Regions from separate parts of the Oryctolagus cuniculus genome. Here region 2 is linked to region 1. The links are chromatin contacts, called in public Micro-C maps. All regions are on one chromosome and are shown on one strand. Each heading gives the region's core, a stretch centred on a gene start, on an enhancer-like site or on the middle of the called end of the contact. The rest is flanking DNA. Distances are from core to core; before and after follow the strand shown.

Region 1 (6,137 bases), core at 2,986-5,485:
GTCACAGCATACATTTGGGATTAGTGCAGCGTGCTCGGGTGCGGTTCCAAGCTCCCTCCTGCACCCTCCCTGCCAGGTGTTGTTTGTGATTGCAAGGGTCCATGGTTTGGTCAACAGAAGGCCCCCACGGCTCTGATGGGGATGTCACTCGGAGATTTGCCTTTCAGCACCTTTGGACCCTGCTTCGGGCAGCACCGTTTTAATTGCCACAGAGGGGACTGGCAGAGAGCGCCTGGGAGCCAGCCCAGCTCTGAGAGCAGCTCTAGGTTCCTGGGGTCAGAACCGGGTACTGGGCTTGGCGGGGGGAGGCGGGGTTCTGGACCTTCCTCTTGTCTATGTGGAGATGGCCTGGGGCTCGGGGTCTGTGTGACCAGAGGCTCGGCCATCCAACTCTAGGCCAGTGAAGGGCGGAAACTCTGAGAACATTCCATTTGAATAAGATTCATTTAATCAGAGCAATGGAAAATGGCAAACCTGGCTTGGGGTAAGGGAATGTGCTCTTTCATGTAAAACAAACAAACAAAAAATGTGACTGCAAGAAGCGTCCAACAAAATAAGATGACCTGGAGGCTGGATTTAAAAATTGGCACGGAGAGAAATCTCATTTCCACAGCCGATGACTCCCCCTCCAGCTACGTTCATGCCAGTGAAGCAAACCAAAATAACTTCATAAATGCAAGTTTATGCAGTCAAGAAAGCTATGCCTGGCTATCACACACCAGACAAAAACCTTGAAGGCTTTGTTTACAACTGACATCCGTTTTGAAGGCTAATGGTGCCTGCAGAGGTGAGGTGGGGAAGCAAGGTTTAAAATCAGACGTGGCTGTGTTTATTTGCTTTAGTTTATGCCACCTTTGTTTGTTTGTTTATATGTTTGTGTGTCTCTCTGGAAAGAATGTCTTTGTCCTGTAATTAATTGTAACCAGCTTTTGTTTAAATTGGGGCTCATGGAAACTTCTTCTACTGCTCAGTCTGTTGGCAAGTAGTGGCTTGTAACCAGGCCCTCCTCTTCTTCTTTTTTTTCTTTTATTATGCACATGTGACAAGGGTGCCTTTGGCATGTAAAAGGTTCAAAGCACAGAGCCGCCTCCACACACAGGCAAGGCCTGAGTCCCCTTGGCCGTGCCTGGCCACTGCCGTTGGGTGTTTCCAAGCCTCTTTGTCAGTGTTGACTCTGTGTGTGAACGTGTGCGTCTATGCGTGCACATGATCAGCTTTGTTCTTAATACGTAAATAATCGTGACGTGTGCTGATGCACAGCTGGCTTCTTCCACCTGCCTGACGGGCTCCTTCGTGTCAGCCGTGTGTGTTTGACTTTTTTAACGGTGCAGAGCATCTCATGATGTGGATTCCGCTCATGATTTATTGGACTGTTTCCGACTTTTTTTTTCCCCCTAATGAGATTGTGGCTGTGCCTTGTGGAGCCTGAACTGCCTGGCATTGACTTTGGACTAAATGAATGAGTTGGTAAGCCACAGCCCCGGGCCAGATCCACCTTTGCTTGTGTTTTTATATGGCCCAAGAGCCAAGAATGAGGTTTCATTTTTACATGATGAAAAAAATCAGAAGATAATTAATTCCTTATATATAAAAAATCACACAAAATTAAAAATTCCATGTCCACAGGAAAAGTTCTGTTACAGCACAGCCAGCCACACTTTTGTTGACCTCTTGTCTAGGGCCAGGTTCCCCCTCCGACAGCCGAGTTGGGTAGTGTGACAGGGACCATAAGGCCCACCGAAATACTTACCATCTGGCCTATCACGGAAAACATTTGCTGACCCTTGACGTAGGGCAAATTACGAGCCTCTCCCTGTCTCAACTTTCTTGTCTGTGAAATGGAGATAACACCTGCTTTGTAGGACGGGTTCTGTGACTTCATACTTCCCTCAACTAAAGAACGCACATAGTATATCTACTTGTGGGGATTATTTAGGTTACTTCCTAAATAATAAATATCCTAAGTAGAACATACCAGATGTATCATTTATCAAATGTACAGATTTAGATCACACATAAAGAAAGCGTTTTGAACTTTGTCAGCGCTCAGTAAAGTTGAGCTGTTATTGCGGTGTCATTGTGATCACTGTCCCAACTCTGTGTCCACTGGGAGGGTATCACAGATGCTGGAAGTGGGCCCAGTGGGGGCAGGTGTGTGGGTGCCGGCCCCTGACCGCCTCACAGTCACGCAGTCTCTGCTTTCCCACCTTCTCCACGAGTCTAGTTGAGGGCTCGGGGCTTAGACAACTCCCTGCCATCCATAGAAGTGCAGCGCCCAGCCCTCTGGAGTGGGTCTACTGGGAATCTGTCTGCAATCAGACCACGCTGCAGGCTTGTGGAGCGAGACCCCCTTCTGTGCTACACCGAAGGGCTCAGGGTCTCGGTCGGTCGGCTCAAGATGCAGAAGCCAAATGCAGATGTTGGTTGGAGCCCTGTCGTGGGGGCCTTGCGAAAGCTTCCTGCCCTGCTGTCCCTCCAGGCCCAGGCTGGGGTAAGGAGAGGTCAGACAGGCTTTGCTCCCTACGTGCACATTTCAAAGCCAGCGTCTTCAGCACTGAGTCAGAGCTGCAGGAAAAATTGGAAGTGGCCCTGGGAGGGAGGAGGGAGTGGCTCCGTCACGGCCGGGTTTATCGTCTCATTCCGTGTCGCCTTTGGAACAGCGTCCGCTCTTGTATTCCTCACGTGCCATGTCATAGTCTGCACTGCTCCGCCACGCTGAGAGTGATGCGGTGTCATGGATAAAACTTCTTTGGGTGAAATGTCTATTTTTAGGCGCTCCGCTGCTCTCCCATCAGTGTTGCACATGTGACCCACATGTCCGGAGTCCCCGGAAGTTCCTGGTCTTGTCCGGGGCCGACGTGTCAGGGTCGGAGGAGCACTCGCGTCCTTTCCTCCCCTCCCCTTTTCCCGCTTCGCACGCCGACATCAAGGAAAACAGAAACACTGCTTATCCCCCAAACTGTCTGGACTCAAGACTTGGAATCGTAATCTGCATAGACAGTAGTTCTCTGTGAGGAATGTGAAACATTTAACAGAATTTCCTGAAGGAACAGAGAGCCACGATTCCTTGATTAAAACCACATTAAAACAAAAAGCAGGCAGTCTCCAGGACACCCAGCAAGAGCGTTTCTCATTTAACCAGATTTCAGATCAGCGCAAGTGGGATGTTCATGGCATCACCAGGGCCGCGTGCGGTGCTCACGCTTTTCAAGAACACACTCAGACCTTCCAGAAGGCTCGGCCTCCCTTTCTGCAGCGCCGTTGCCAAGAGTGACTGCGACAGAGGACAAACCAAGCTTCCATCTGACAGGCGGCACATGTTTATCCGGAGCTGTCATTGTCATACTCCCACGGTGTTGTTTTCTTGCTGTCTCACGGAGCAATGATGAAAGGTGTCAGGGGAACAAACATAAAAGAGAGCCTTTCAGAGATACATGCCCAAAGCAGGCCTTGTCAACCATGACACTTAAAAAATTATTTATTATTTTATTTGAGAGGGTGAGAGACAGGAAGAGAGACAAATAGACACACAGAGAGAGCGATCTCCCCTCTGCTGGTTCTCTCCCCAAGTGCTTGCAGCAGCTTGGGCTGGGCTAGGCAGAAGCTGGGAGCCAGGCACTCAGTCCAGGCCTCCCAGATGGATGGCAGGGGCCCAAGTACTCAAGCCATCACCTACTGCTTCCTAGGGTCTGCATGAGCAGGAAGCTGGAGTGAGAGTAGAGTCAGGACCTGAACCTAGGTACTCTGGTGTGGGATGTGGGCTTCCCGAGAGCAATCTGACCTCTAGGCCAAACGTGCCTTCCTGGGAAAGGCTCCTGGCAGCATCCAGTGTCCGGAGTGCAGCCCTTTCCCAGGAAATGGGTGTGCCTTAGTCCTGAGTTGCTGGTGGGGGTGTTTGTGAGGGGCTGGGGTCATTCAATGGCTTTTACCTCCTGTCTATGGGCTCTAAGGGGAGACCTTGACAAATAGCACCCTTCTGCCCCAAACAAACTGAGCAGTGCAGCCATGGGGCAAGGTTTGAACTTGAGCTTCCCCAGATCATCATCAACGTCGTCTTCCTCCCCTGGGGCCAGTAAACCAAATGTCCAGAGGCCAGGAGTTCTCAGGGAAGATGAAGGACACTCGGAATTGAGGGTCGAGGCCAGATAGAACGCCTGGGCCCTGTCCCCGTGCCAGGTAGGGGAGGTCGGCCTGGTTTGCTGGCTCTTGAGGCTCATTGCTGCCCTGATGTGATAACCACTGGTGTAGGGGACACAGCCTCAGCCTCCCAGCCACCCAGTGTGACCCGAGCCCAGGCCTGGCGGACTCCTGACTTTGCGGTGGCCTTCAGTGAAGTCCCACAATTCCGAGGAAAAGCATTAGAATTGGAGTGCCCCCTAACTACCTCAAGTTCAGTGTTGCATCAGAAGAGGAGTCACCTCGGGTCACTGATGCCTCTTCTCCCACCTTGGTGGCTTCAGCAGCCCCCGGACCCTGCCCAGGGCAAGCTTGTTCTCTACCCCCACTTCCTTTATTTTTACACCAGAAGCTGGGACGCCTCCACACAGCTGCTCTGTTTTTCTGCCCAGCAGGCCGAGGCCAAGCCTGCCTGGGCCTGTTCCTGCAGTGCTCACAGGGCACTGCCTAGTCACGGTGGGACCAGCAGCCCACTCCAGCCTGTATGCACCCAGCTCATCTGGAGGTCTTAGCTACCGTAAGAGTGATGTGAGTGGCCAGCTGTCTCCACTGTGGCCCGGACAGCCCCACCCAGCTCTCGGAGGTCTGTGAGCCCCGAGCGTGACCTTTGTTGGGAAGGATGACACAATTCTGGAAAAATGCAGCATCTCCCAGACACAGTTTCTGGAGCTCTGACTGGGGGAGTGTGTGGGTTCTGTTCCCCAGGGTTGTGTGTGCGTGCATGTGCATGTGTGTCCACTTTTTCACGGGCACTCTTGTTTTCAGATACTCTTACGTTCTCAGCGACCCCTGGGAAGAGGATGAAGTCCAGAATGCTGTGACACCTGCTGAAAATGTTAGGCCTTAGTTAGGGGCCAGTGTGCATCCTCTGATTCCTGCCCTTTAAACCAAACCAACCACAGTGGAAGAGGCTGAGCTACCTGCTGGGCTGGCGACACACCTTTAATTTCTTCTTCTTTTTTTTTTTAGATTTATTTATTTACTTATTTGGAAGTCAGAATTAGAGAGAGAGAGAGAGAAGGAGGGAGGGAGTGAGGAAGAGGGGAGGGAGGGAGGGGAGGAGAGAGGGAGAGAGAGCTACCATTTGCTGATTTTACTCCCCAAATGGCCTCAATGGCTGGGGCTGGGCCAGGCCAAAGCCAGGAGCCAGGAGCTTCTTCCAGATCTCCTCTGTGAGTGCAGGGCCCTGAGCACTTGGGCCATCTTCTACTGCTTTCCCAGGCTCATTAGCAGGGAGCTGGATCAGAAGTAGAGCAGCTGGAACTCAAACCAGTGCCCATATGGGATGCTGGAGCTGCAGGCAGCAGCTTACCCCACTGTGCCACAGCACTGACCCCTTAATGCTATGCACCTTTGAAGAATGCTGTCAGAATCATGCAGCACTTGTGTTGAGGAGAACTTTAAAGAGGATTGCAGCCAAGCAACCAATTTTAAAGAAACAAACAGGGTCAGAGAGGACCATGATCCCCTTGAAGTCATGCCGCTGGAACTCAGTTCCTGCCTCTTGATGCCCAGAAGAGGGTTCTGCCTCCTCTGCCTCACTTCACATTTCCGTGTATTGGGATGGTGTTTAGACAGGAAAGAATTTATTTTTTTTGGCATTCTGATTTATTCATTTGTTCATTCAGCAATTCTGAGAGTCACATCCTGTTCCCAGGGCTGGAGATACAGAGTGGTAAGCAGGCAGCCTGTGCTCAGGGAGTTCACAGGGAGAGCAGCTGTTGCAGTGGCAGATGGGTGCTCACCTGGTGGGCTACCTGGAGGCCAGGCCAGGGAGGCAGGAGAAGGAGTTGGTGTGGGAGATGGAGGAGGGCTTCCAGCTTGGGGACCTGGGGCTGGTGCAAGCCAATCGAGTGTGAGTGACTCTGGATCATTCCTCCTCCAGGAGGAGGTGGGCTTCAAAGGTAAAGAGAAATGGAGAACGCAGGGACATCAGGATGTGTGATGTTTGACTTAAAAAA
Region 2 (6,503 bases), core at 954-3,453, 37 kb before region 1:
GCTCCTGGCTTCCGATCAGCTCAGCTCCAGTCATTGTGGCCATCTGGGGAGTGAACCAGCAGGTGGAAGACCTCTCTCTTTCTGTAACTCTACCTTTCAAGTAAATAAATAAATCTTAAAATAATATTTATTTGAATGACAGAGTGCCAGAAAGAGAGTGGGATAGACAAAGAGAAAGCAAGATCTTCCATCTGCTGGTTCATTCCCCAAATGGCAACAACAGCCAGGGCTGGGTCATGCTGAAGCCAGGATCCTAAACTCCATCTGGGTCTCCCATGTGGGTGGCAGTGGCCCAGCCACTCAGGGCCAATCTTCCACAGCTTTCCCAGGCGGGAAGTGGAGCAGCCATGCTGTGTCAGGAGAGGCTGGTGTCCTACACAGTAGCTGACTTAACCTGCTGTGCCACAAGGCTGGCTCTAGCTATTATTATTTTTTAATTTGACAGGTAGAGTTATAGACAGAGAGAGAGACAGAGAGAAAGGTCTTCCTTCTGTTGGTTCATCCCCCAAACCGCCACTATGGCCAGCGCTGTGCCGATCCGAAGCCAGGAGCCAGGTGCTTCCTCCTGGTCTCCCATGCGGGTGCAGGGCCCAAGCACTTGGGCCATCCTCCAATGCCCTTCCGGGCCACAGCAGAGAGCTGGACTGGAAAAGGAGCAACCAGGACTAGAACCCTGCGACCATATGGGATGCCGGTGCCGCAGGCAGAGGATTAGCCAAGTGAGCCACGGCACAGGCCCTCTGGCTATTATTTTTAAAATGTCAACCAAATAAACTGTGGGCTGTCAGGGCCAGGCGGACAGCTACTTGAAGCTGATCTAAGACGGGGCCAGCTTCGCGGCTCCTCTTCTTCGTGACAAGTTTGGGCACAGTGAATGCGGGTCTGCGGTGAGGCCCGAGTCTGGGTTCCTTGCAACAGTAACTCCTGTAATGGAAGGCAGTAAACTGTTACTGCCACTTGGCAGACCCGGGAGACCCTGTGAGCCCCGTGCAGACCCCGGACGGCGGTGGTGGGCGGCGCGCTCCACGCTGGCGACCGTTCCTGGCGAAAGGCCTGGAGAGCCCGTTAGTCTCTGGGTTCTCCAGTGCATAGTAACTGTTCGTGTCTTTCGGCCACCTCCCTGTAACTTCCTGGCAACCAAGGGGACAGAAGGTGGCCTCTTTCAGGACAGAGCAGGCCCACCTCGGAGCAGCGGATTTCCGGCCGCAGCACACAAAGGCGGCCAAGGCCTCATTGTTCTCGGCGGCCAGGCCGCGCCTCCCCCAGCCCGAGGGGCGCTGGGCGCGGACCCCAGGAGTCCGGACACAGCTCTTTTCCTCCCCAGGAGATCGGAGCCGGCTACTCCACCGTCGCTGTGGCCGAGCGCATGAGCCCGGCCCCGGGACGAGGCTCGCCGCGTCCCCGTTGGCCTGAAGGAGTGCGGCTGTCCCCGGGGTCGTCGGCTTGTGGGCCCCGCGTGCTGGAAGGCTGCTTGTTAACCGAACGACCCACTGGCCAGGCCGGGACCCCGATCCCGGGCGCGGGAGGCCGTCGGCGGAGATCCCGGCCGCCGGGGGGCGCTCATGCTGCGCGGCCACCGACACGGGCTCCAGCGCGGGGCGGCTGCAGCTCGCGGACCCCTTCCCGCCCTCTGAGGAAACAAAGTACACCTTTGTCCTTGACCTGGCGCGAGCGTGTGCGAGACGGCGGGCCGGGGTCGGGCCCGCGGCCCTGGGGGCGCGGCGCCGCTCCGGGGCTCAGCCCCCTCGTGGATCCGAGGTGGCCCAGAGGAGCCGGGCTCCTGCTCGCGTCCCACCCCGAGCAACGCCCCAGCCCGCGGACTCCGCTTTCCGATCACCGGCGCGGCGGGGCCGCCCTAGCTCTCCGGCGCCGTCCCGGGGCGGGTCTGGGATTCCCGCCGCCGCCGCCGCCGCCGCCGCGCGCGGGGCCCGCCCCGCCCCAGCCTCACTCGGCGCAAGCGAGAGAACTACAAGTCCCATCAGCCCCTGCGGCGCGGCGCCGAGGCGGGAGGCGCGCCCTGGCCTGCGCCTGCGCAGTGCGGGGGCCCGAGCCTGCTGGTACCACACCCCCGGGAGGGCCGGAGGGGAGGCAGAAGCATCCGAAGCGTTAAAGCATCCGAGGGAGGCGGAGGGGAGGAGAATGGAGTGACAGAGGCTTGCGGCGGGTGGGGGGCGGGGGGCGGGGGACCCGGAGGGAGGAAGGAGCGGCGGCGGCGCTGCTCGCCGCAGAGGGGCGAGCTCCGAGCGCTGGGAGCAGGAATCATGCGGTAGGCGCGGCGGGCTCGCGCTCCACAGCAGCGGCAGCCCCGCAGGCGCTGACAGCCCCGCCGGCCGGCTCGCGCGCTGCCCGCCGGCTGTCAATGGAGCTGGAAAACATCGTGGCCAACACGGTCTTGCTGAAAGCCAGGGAAGGTGAGCGCGGGGCTGGCGCGGCCGCGTGCGGGCCGGGCCGGGCCGGGCCGGGCGGTGCGGGCGCGGGATGCCCCGGGCGAGCCGGCTCTGAGAGCGGCGGGGCGGGCGGCCGGGGTCCCGGGCGCGGGGAAGGCGCACCTGGGCGGGAGGGTGCGGGGGCCGGGATGCGGGGCCCTCAGACGGTGCGGGCTGAGGGGTCAGCGCGGGCAGCCGCGCGAACGTGCGCGCGGAACTGCGGCCGGAGCCGGCTCGGGCTGGGGCTGGTGCTGTGGGCAGAAGCCGGGTGCTGGCGTGCGCAGCCGACTTGAGACCGACTCTTGGCGGGGAGCAGCCGCGGGGAAACCCGGCGCTGGGGACGGCAGAGCCGGGGCGCGGGGCCGTCGGCCCGTCCGCGGCGTGGCGGAAGGGCGGCCGTGCGGGTCGCCGGCTCTCAGCGCCTTCCTCCGGGGCGGGGGCGCTGCAGGCCCCCCGACCGCCGGGTAGGCTCAGGTGGGTGCGTTGATGGGGTCTTGGAGGCACGTCCTCGGGCGCCGGCATGGGGTTGGCGGGGTGCGGTGGGCGAGATGCTGAGTCTGTCCTGGAAACACAGCTGGACGCTGCCTTAGCCGGGAAGAAGGGACAGGCGGAAAGGAGCCGGAAACTTAGGTGCTCCTGAAGAGGAGCGCGGCGGGGTCTGTGTAAGGTCCAGCGTGCGGCTGTCTCCCGACAGGGGAAGTGGCTTGCCCCTTTGGTAGCCGAGGTAAGAAGGCAGACGGAGGGGGGCTCGGTAAGCAGCCCAGGAAATGCCTTACCTACTTCTTAATATTTTCATTCACCCGCTTTGATGAATGAAGGAAGAATTCCTGGCCAGCAATAAAAAGGCCCGTGTTTACCCAGCCCATTCCATCGCCTTGTGGCTGGACATGGTGTGCGGGTGGAGGGGGGGGGGGCGGTGCAGAGCCCACCGTGGCCTGGGGCTCAGCAGCTGAGCCGGCCCTTGGCACTTGTCTCTCTGAGGCAGCCTCTCCGCCAAGGTTCGCTTCGAAAGCCCCCAGAGAGGCAGTGGCTGAAGACCCTGAGCTGAGGTTGAAATAGGCGGGCCTGTCCCGGCCTTCCCCCAAGGCTGAGCCTGGGTGTGAGCACATTTTTACCAAAGGCTGTTCCTTAGCGACTTTGGGTTCTAAGGCCTGGGGTTTTGTGTGTCTTCCTGCAGCCGGACGTTCTTAGCCAGCTGAGCCCAAGTGGCAGCGGGCGGGGTCTCCTCTGGGCTGGGCAAGTGTCCTGTCGGACAGACCCCTGTTTGCAGTCTCTGCGGCAGACCACCTGCTGTGGGGACCCAGTGGACCGGCTCCCTCGGGGCTGGGGAAGTTTCCACCCCCTCATTCTGAAATTGTTTCTTGGGCAGCCTCTGGTATGGTGGTGCGGTAGGCCTTGCAAGTGCCTCTGATTCCGCCTGTTGCTGGGGAGCGGCTTGCTCCCCGGATTTCTGTTCCGCTGCACATTTGCTTGCCTGCAGGGTGCCTCTCTCTTCCCTCACGTTTGGTTACTGAGGTGGGGGGGGGGGGGCAGAGTGATATCAGCTACCCCCTGTGCGCGCGTGCGCGCGCACACACACACACACACGCACTGTTCTGCCTGGTGTTTTTCACTGAAATGAGTTTACCTGCTGATACTTTTGTCAGGATAATAAAATGGTTTTTTTCAGAGCCTTGGGGAAGAGAGCTTCTGGCTGGCAGATTGTGTGCAGTGACCAATGCCTGTTGGCCAGAATTACAGTGATTAATAGTGTTCAAGAATGCATCTTTTGGTTTTTTATTTTTTTCCTCTTTTAACGTCTTTTTCAGTCTCACTGTGAGAGTTTAGCTCTTGAGGGTGGTTTTGAAATTGAGGGAAAATGTAAGGAAACCTGCAGAGACTGACACACGGATGAGAAAAATTCATCATTTATGTGGAAACTTCATTTAAAAATTTGTACTTTGCTTTCTCTCTTACATCAAGAGAATCAGTGATTTCAAGTGCTTCACTCTCTGGCGATGGGGCTCAGTGTGGCATTTTTTAGAAATAAAAACAACTTACTTTTCTCCTCTCAGCTCTCTCCTTGAGCTTATTCTATCAAACCTCGTAATTCTCCAGATATCCAGAAATGAGTCTGAGACCATGTAGTGACGTATCTGGCATAACATTTGTAGTACACGAAAAAATTTGAGTTGGAATTGTTTGAAAAACACTCCTTAAAAATGCTTGTGAATGGTTACAGATAGGAAATATAATTGGTGAATGTGAAATTTAATTTAAGGGGCCAGTGCTGTGGCCTCTGCCTGCAGCGCTGGCATCCCATACGGGCGCCCGTTCTAGTCCTGGCTGCTCCTCTTCTGATACAGCTCTCTGCTATGGCCTGGGGAAGCAGTAGAAGATGGCCCAGGCGCTTGGGCTCCTGCACCCGTGTGGGAGACCCAGAAGAAGTTCCTGGTTCCTGGCTTTGGATCAGCTCAGCTCCAGCCGTTGCAGCCATTTGGGGAGTGAACCAGCGGATGGAAGACCTTTCTCTCTGTCTCTCCCTCTCACTGTCTGTAGCTCTACCTCTCAAATAAATAAATGAAATCTTAAAAAAAAAAAAAAAAGAAATTCAATTTAGTTCACTTAACAAAAATATATTGGAAACGATTTAAAATATGGCTTTCAAATAAAAGTCACATTTGTCCCAAACAATAGAGAAACAGACTTTGAAGAAAGACAGACACGCTTTGCAAATGCTATAAAGTAATTTGTAGTTGTCCATGTTTGTGGGTAAATTGGGGCCTATCTTTTGTTATTATTCCGCATTCCTAACGGCTTTGAAATTTGCTGTATGTTCAGATTCTTACCGTGGCAAATCATGGATACAGTGGAAAACTTTAAAGTAGCAACAACATAGAAAGTCTACCAGTGGAGTAGAGTAAAAACGATTCAATGTTAGTGATTTAGAAAATGTAGCAGGCAAGTTGCACCTTTGTGACAATTGTTTAGAAATAAGAAAAGATAGAGATCTGAGTTCAACATTTTAAATTCACGGAAATGTATTTTTTGGGCTGTTTATTTGTCTTGGTCTCATGAGAAAACATCACTTAATTGCTCTTGGGAATGTTGGATTACTCCCCTAAAAAGCGGCTGAGGAAAAAAAGAAAGGAGTTGAGATTGAATTCCTGCCAGTTTATGGAAATGAGCTAAGTGATTAAGCATTTAATGAAAAAGAGACCCAGGCTAACTTTTCTATCTATCTATTTACATTTCAGAATCAGAAAATTGGCAGGCCAACTAGTGTTGAAATAATGGTAGTGAGAAGGAGTGTTTGCAGAGTGCCTTTTGTGTGTTTCTTTTGGTTTTATTGTCGCAATAAAGGTTTTCAGTTTTTCTCATACTTGAGATCTGTTCATTTCTGAGTGAGCTGTAAGGAGAGGAAACTGCAAGGCCACCCGTAGCCATAGCTGATCAATAAAGACATCAGAAAGAGTATCGATCATATTTTACTGAGCTTGAAACTGTCAAGCACCAAGTACAGGAACCTAATGACTTTACCGTTTGTCACAACTGCTGAAAGCTAGCAGTTCTTGCGCAGCTAACTGCAACTTGCTGGCCTGGATCTTCCTGACCATCAAGATTAGGGACCCGGGAGAACATGCAGCTGGGGGCAGGGAGCGAACCTGGAGGCCCTAGCCTGGAGGGGCTGTCTGCCTTGCACAGACCCAGCATTCCACAGCAGGAGAGCCAGCTCCTCACACCTCATTCGTGATAATGTGATGCTGACAGCGAAGGCTCACTGTGGAATGTCTCTGGAGCTCCCAGCCCCCTGACCGCTGTGGGCAGGCACACTCACTCCACCCTGCAGCTTCTCCCTTCTGTGAAAGCCTGGGAGACAGCTCTGCGAGTGTGAAAGCTGCCTGGCCTCTTAAACCCAGCACGTTAAGTGAAACTGCCTTTCATTTTTTGAGAGTTTCCTTTTCAGTACTGACAACTTGGAGGTAGAGAAACCAAAAGCAGTGTTTTCAGAAAGCCTTGCTTTGTAAAAGAAAGCTTTTAAATGATGATTGTAGCAAATCTAGCTGCCTGTTTTTAAGATCATCGGATAAATGCCCC

The links. Hi-C and Micro-C count contacts between places; a contact is called where the count stands out from the background.
Region 2: a contact with region 1 is called in a Micro-C map of ear pinna, with 2.5 times the contacts expected there. The contact joins the promoter of GRK5 here to the enhancer-like site in region 1. A contact is called at or near these places in 4 of 6 Hi-C or Micro-C datasets (ear pinna, embryonic fibroblasts, skin fibroblasts and 1 more).

The regions. Positions count from the first base shown.
Region 1 is chr15:11,409,794-11,415,930 of mOryCun1.1, reverse strand. All of the region lies in intron 1 of GRK5 (G protein-coupled receptor kinase 5), which reads left to right. Among named protein-coding and RNA genes, the nearest start is that of GRK5, 36 kb to the left of the region's middle. Within about 2 kb of position 4,235, at least 3 of the 8 cell types and tissues checked have an H3K27ac peak or open chromatin away from gene starts, as enhancers often do. A contact at or near this core is called in ear pinna, where this site is marked.
Region 2 is chr15:11,444,563-11,451,065 of mOryCun1.1, reverse strand. GRK5 (G protein-coupled receptor kinase 5) reads left to right here and starts at 2,203. Exons shown (of 16, transcript XM_051824219.2): 1 at 2,203-2,411. The coding sequence starts at 2,360.